Regions from separate parts of the Dromaius novaehollandiae genome. Here region 1 is linked to region 2. Evidence: chromatin contacts called from public Hi-C data. All regions are on one chromosome and are shown on one strand. Each heading gives the region's core, a stretch centred on a gene start, on an enhancer-like site or on the middle of the called end of the contact. The rest is flanking DNA. Distances are from core to core; before and after follow the strand shown.

Region 1 (3,410 bases), core at 730-3,229, 70 kb after region 2:
AAGACTAGTGCAGCTCTACAGAATACATGAAAGATGCAGATAATTTAGGAACCATGTAGTATCCTTGCTGCATATTCTGTAGACTCTTAAGCAAGTGATATTTCTGTAAACTTGGGAATTCTCATATACTTCCTGGAAGTCAGTAAAACTTCCATTTATTTAACTTCACCATGTGAAAATAATTAAACTGTTGCTATAGATCAAGCTCTTTTTTGAAGAAGTATATGAATTCCTACAGAAATATTTATTTAAATTCTGTGTTTTGCCATAAAAATCCTCCACACAGTGCATATTTCACAGCCTGCAAGAATCAGTGTTGTACAGTAGCAAATTAGTAATTTAAACTTTCAGCTACCTAAAGCAATAAGCCAGCAGAGACATTTAAAGAATGACATGCAAGGGATGGTAATAATGAAAGGACAATCCATTGGGAGAGTAATAGATTAGTTGACTATTTGTGATTTCTGTCCACAATATCTACCATTTTTATGAAAATACCTTTCATCCTTCTTACCAATTTTCTCTTCTGCTCATATCCCGTTAATTTGCCGAGTTGAAATTCTGTAAGGAAAACCTCTTTCAAGATGGTATCTAGATATGTTCTTTCCAAATGGAAACATGCAGCAGAATTCATCAGATGACAAAGCCTTATTCTAGTAAAGTGATGATCACATCATCATCTTTTCCTTGCCAAAGCATTTCACCTTCAAAATGAACCAGACCATGTTTTCTGGCTCTCAACAAGATCCCCACTACTTTATTGGAAATAGTCACATATGTTTCAAACAGCTGCCGAAATGTCACACTCACATGTCCATCTTCTCCCCTCTCGCCGGTGCTTCTTATGATCAAGCACAGCTCTTCCACTTCCTTCCCCACATGTGAGTGGGCATCTTTCCCCCTCTGCTCTGTTTTAGACCCTTCAGGGGGTCTCCCATAGGTAGGATCTCCTCTGTGGGTATGCACAGGTTTAGACGCAAGCCTCTCCTTGTTGCTGAACGGATTCTTTCTCTGATACTCGATCTGATCCTCTGCCCAGGTCTGCCAACTTTTTCTTAGGTCACCCACCGCACTGGTAGCTTTAGCACTCTGCCCTTTATCTTCCTCCATTTCTTAAAAATGTTTTATGGCAATCAAACAGGAACCAAATCAATGATTCTAAGTATGGTTGTTGTGTGCACTGTCAGCTATGAAGGAAAAAAAACTAAGATCAGCAATACAAGAAAAAACTTCTAATAATTTCTGTAAGCTTGTCCTGAACAAGAGAAGAGGCTGGGCTACTGAAAAAGACATTAAATAGCTGAACATTTTGTTTAGGAAGGGATTCTGAAGTCATGTAAGTAATATATGTCACTAAATTAAACTTGCAAGCTTCTAAGACATAATTCCCCCCAGTTCTCAGACACAGATCTATAATACATGTCCTGTAGCCTTTGTACATAAATTTAGTGCAATATTTACTTACTTTTCATGCAATGACGCCTTTTAAAGAACTTTATCCTTCTGTTCTGCAGCCCAGTACACTTTCCAGATAATCTCATCCAGTGTTGGTTGACCTGTTCAGTACAGGCTTAATGACAAGGGAGAGAGCAAACCATTCCTCAAGAGCCAGTGCACCAATCCACAGAGAGGGGTGGGGATCTTTTGCCCTGCCTGTGCACTTTTTAAAGGTGGACAAAACAAAGCTAAGCTTACAAGGTTCCCACAGATTATGATAGTTATTATACACAGAAAACATTATCTTGGAGCTGCAACAGCGATATGCAGTAGAAACAGGGGGATTTTGCTCATCAAACATTGCAAAAAGAAGTAGAATTCCAGTTAATTATTGTGGTACCATCTACAACACTGTATTTAGTAAAGAACATAAAAACAGAACAGATACTTCTCCCTTAAAAGGCTGTGCTGCACAGCAATGTCTGCCTAGCAAAACCTATACAGCAGGCACTGCAGACAAGGAAGTTTGCATGGGAGAGATGAAAATGTCAGTTTCATTCAGGTAAACAGGCTATCCTATATATATAAAATAAAATGTACATAAAATATGGACTCTATGTGCAGAATGTAATTATTTTGAGGAATTAAGAAGAGACTGTTATATAGAGATCTGATTGTGTTATAACCATATCTTTTCTAGATCATGTATACTTTAGCTGTTAAAATATACAAACTAGAATAATACATTAATAGTACTGATATTTTTCTGACAGATACTTGTAGATAAAATAGATAATTACTGCAGGCTTTTCTATGGGGGAGGGATCAGAAATACTGATAATCAAATTATAGATTGTGCATTTCTAAAATTTAAATTATTTTGTTTAAAAATAAGGTTTCACTAGTATTATGGTCCATATATAAATTTTAATGCTGCTTCATATGAACTCCATTAACACAAAAAGTCATAGTTCCCCAAATCCCCCAGCATAACGTGTAAGTCACGGTCAAAAAAAGCTTTTGTTATGTTTGGCTCTAAAATAGTGCATAGGGTGGACAGAAGATAGCGACACAGTGGCTGTGAAACAGAACTGAGATAAACAACAGCACACTAAATAATGGCTTTTCATTCACAGTCTTTCACTTACTTTTAAATTGAAACTCATGATCATCACATGATCCTGTTATATTTGTCCTGAGAGAAGGGTGGTTAATTCTAGGTTCCTGGATAAATTTCAATTAGAGTAATTATACTTTGTGTACTTAAAATTCCCCTGAAGTCTAAAAAGGATAAATTGTTCTTCCTTTCCCTCCCTAAAACAGTTATGTAATGTTGTTGACTTAAGATGACTACCAAATCCCACTCTAAAAAACTGCTATAATGTTACTGAAAAGAATCAAGCGACCTATGTTAAGTTTATAAATACAGAGTCTGAAAAGCACTTAGTTTTATGTCAGGATCAAATACTCTGCAACTCTTACTTATTAATGTATATGCATTTTGAAACTATGCTGAGCAGTACGCTCCTTATAGAGACTCTGTTAAGAGATCTTGCATGGTCCTCAGTTTGAAAGTATGAAAACAAACAGTATTCACCTTTGGAGAACTGATAGTGATCCACTATGCAGATAAAGTAAGAATGTCGGTCTCAAAGAGCTTATGCTTGAACAAGTGCCAGTAACTCAACAGAACTTTCTAGAATGGAAGCTATACAGCTAAGAATTTAAAGCAAAACAGATTGGAAAATGAAAAGCAGTCATCTTCTACTAAATCTCTTTTTGCAATTCCAAGATTTTGTAAACAATCCCAGACTAGCTGGATTTATCAGCAATTTAACAACATGTTTACTACTAGGTTTCAGCATTAAACTGCTGAGGTGAAGAAGATGAATCCACATCTACTACTTCTCTCTCTCTTCAATGACTATCTAGGACAGTCACAATTAGATGTCAGTTCACATTTAGATTGTTTT
Region 2 (3,189 bases), core at 331-2,830:
AAATAGATCTGTTTTGGAATCATCTCACAGATGTTTAAGCAAAAAATTTATTTTAGATGAGATTTATGAGAGTCTTTCCAGACTTTCTCTTGGTATTTTATAGGAATAAACCCTTATCTTAAGAGAATGAGTTTTATCTTATAAGCAATCTTTTTTTAGAAGAAAAAAAAGGGGGGGTTTAGGGTATACAGTAGATATCATAGAAACAGACTTCATTCCTGTTAACCCAGTGTGTGTGGACAGCTGACTTCTGAGGAAGATTCCTCATTAGGAGAAGGAACTGCATCAGCAATAAAATGTTTTGTATTGACTGACACATGCAGACTAGTCCACATCTTAAGATTATCTCTCTTAAGAGGCAATATATGCCTTACAAATAAACAAATCTTGGAGTAATGTCTCCTAGCAAGCACAAGAGATTAGTGATTTATCGATCAGTGCATGATTTTTGGCAACTTTGAATCTAACAAGATCAATAATTTGGAAACTAAAAGAAAACTTGCTTCTCCTTTGTCTCAAGTTCTGACCACAGACTTCTTGAACAAAATCTTTAGAACAAGAACTGAAAGGGTTTTACTGAGGAATGAATCTGTAAACTAATCTTGTCTTGTTAGTATGCTAGTGGTGGTGGTGGTGTTTTTTTTTTTTTTATTTTTTTTTTTATGATTAACATGTCACTGAGACACATCCAAATATGAACTTCTGCTGTACTGGTAGTAAAGTGCTTCCACTAAAAGCGGTGATTTATTCCTCGTTTGTACCTAAAGGAATTCAGAGTTTTGTGAGGTAGTTGAATTTTGTTTATAGTGTTTCAATAGTTTTGCAAAATACTTAATGATAGTTGGGACTTCCTTGGAGAAGTGGGGGGGGGGGGGGAAGGGAGCAAGAGGCAGCTCAGAAGTGTGCAAGTGCAGTGCCTGGGAATGCTGTTGCTTCTCATCTTCTGCCTGTCCCTGCAAGGCTCCTGCTCTGCCTTCTCCCTACATGGCTCCCATTGAAGAGTACCTCTCAGCTTTCCAAGGGAAAAAATAAAGTACTCTGTCGTCTTTGCAGAGGGAACCCCTGGTCTAACAATCACTATTGAACAAACATTAATGTTTGTTTAGTAAGTGTTAATATGTCTAGTGCAGACTGACGTTGTTGGGTGACTTGAAATGCTTTTAACTGTCTCGCAGACATTTTGAGGCCTTTGGGTTCTTTAGTGCCTTAAGAAATCCAAGAATTTAGTTCTGTTATTGAGCTAAGCACAGACCTAACTGACACAATCCACAGAGAAACCCCTTTGCTTTTAAATCCTGTTTTCAGTTGTTCCTAAATAAAGACTTTTACCCAACTGGAGTGTCAAAATTGTGGAAGTGAAAGTTTAGAGAGAGATGGAAAGTTCTTGATTGTGAAATGAGCATAATAGCTAGATATTTCCTATGTGACTATCAAAATGGAGTAATTTGGGTTGAAACATTAGTTGCCATAGTATTACTTGGCATTCCTGCTGCAGCTGTGCTGGCCAAAGTGATTACTATGCTTAGCCATTTCTTATTGCAGCTCTCTGGAAAGTTGCCAGCTTCACTAATATGCTGACTAAGCAGTTTCAAGCTCTTCCTAAGCCCACTGCAGCCTCTTGGAACTCAGTTAGTTTAAACAGCCTGCACCTGCATGGGGGAGAGGACAAAACCTCTCTGTCTTGCTGAGCTGAGTTGTGCATGAAGGTGTGAATTCAGCAGTTCCCCGATGGAAGATGCATTAGCTGTATTGGTGAAAAGATACTGCCAAGTCTGAGAAGGCTTTATCGTTGCAATGTTGATATAGCTCCGTGTGAAAGTGGCTCGGATAAATTGTCAGTGCATAGGCAATGTACTGTCTTCATTATTTAAGATTATAGGTGCATATACATAAAACTCGCTTCTTCCACATGATTTCTTCCCTCTGAGTTGTCCCTTTATTGACTTTTCTGAGATGCTTTGACTAAAATAGTGTCCCCTGTAATACTTATGGCTAACCGTTTTTCTGGGTGTGTTTGCACAGGGGCTTGAGGGTTTTTTGTTTTGTTTTTGTTTTTGTTTTTTTTTTGCTTTCTAATTATTTAGCTTTGACTTAATGCCTAGAATTTTAAGAAAATCTCATATTGGAGTTACTAGCATTTTTCTAAATGCTTTCTGCACTTTGCTGAAATGCTTTCTTTTCCTAGTGAAAAGAAAAATGCATTAGATACACCTACAGTCCTGCAGATTCTCCTCTCTGTTAGTATGATGATGCATACATAATTTATTTCCTGGCTTAATGGAAGTTCTGTCACAAGCTGCTTTTAGCCTAGAAAGGTCACATCTGTCAGTCTAACAGAATGAAGACCTCTGTCCTCTGAATAATCTCCCTTTCATGTTTTGTAGGGTCATAAGTCCTTTTTTATTTATTGTTATTAGAGAAACAGGAGAAGAACATTACATCTCACTATAATTTGTTCCTAACACACCATGTCTCTTCATTAGAAGCTTGTAAATCTGTTTGCCTTTATGAATTTGTAAATGCTGACAGTGACTTCCTTGCTGTTTCGCTTTGAATGTCATTCCTTTCAATGGATTTATGCGAGAGCTGTCATTTTCTGTCAGAGGGATTTTGTTGACTCAGTAAATCCCTCTTCTCTAGTAGCATGATCATAATGTAGTTTCTGAAGGCTGTGGAGAACTGGAGGCTGTAGTGCTCCCTGCCACATTTTGTGGAAAAGAGTGTTTAAAAGATTTTTCTTTTTTTTGGAGAAGATGATGGAACTGCAGCTATGGAGTGAAAAGCTCCTCCCTGAGTCTGTACGAAATGCCATGTTGTGTTCTTGTCTGCAACCAGTGGGTGGCATCGCAGAACCAAGGAGGAAGACTTGTGGCTTCTGCGTCCTGCAGGAAGGAATCCTCCGGCATCTGTCTGCCTATGCAAGATTGTGCTGTACAATGTATCTTCTAGCACTATGATGGCACTGTTACAAGTATCCTAATGGTATGCAGTACCGATCATGTCTCTTGAGACACTGCTAAGTGGTTGAGTAGATCCCGCTGCCAGAAGGTTCCTCCTGTGTAATTTCATCTTTTCTCTTAGTGCTGTATTGTTCTTCACTGGCTCTCTAGTTCTGGAATAAACTTGTGCCATTCAGTCTCCAGATCTGATCCTATAAGACTCAGATTTTGCCCTTTTTTCTTGCCTTAA

Evidence for each region. Hi-C and Micro-C count contacts between places; a contact is called where the count stands out from the background.
Region 1: a contact with region 2 is called in a Hi-C map of brain, with 3 times the contacts expected there. The contact joins the promoter of TRMT11 here to the enhancer-like site in region 2. A contact is called at or near these places in 2 of 4 Hi-C or Micro-C datasets (brain and ovary).

What each region holds. Positions count from the first base shown.
Region 1 is chr3:59,134,912-59,138,321 of bDroNov1.hap1, forward strand. TRMT11 (tRNA methyltransferase 11 homolog) reads left to right here and starts at 1,980. Exons shown (of 13, transcript XM_026105074.2): 1 at 1,980-1,999. It overlaps LOC112986029 (a long non-coding RNA gene), which reads right to left. Exons shown (of 2, transcript XR_003259900.2): 1 at 1,466-3,410; 2 at 1-1,187.
Region 2 is chr3:59,065,396-59,068,584 of bDroNov1.hap1, forward strand. All of the region lies in intron 4 of NCOA7 (nuclear receptor coactivator 7), which reads left to right. Among named protein-coding and RNA genes, the nearest start is that of NCOA7, 50 kb to the left of the region's middle. Within about 2 kb of position 1,581, at least 2 of the 2 cell types and tissues checked have open chromatin away from gene starts, as enhancers often do.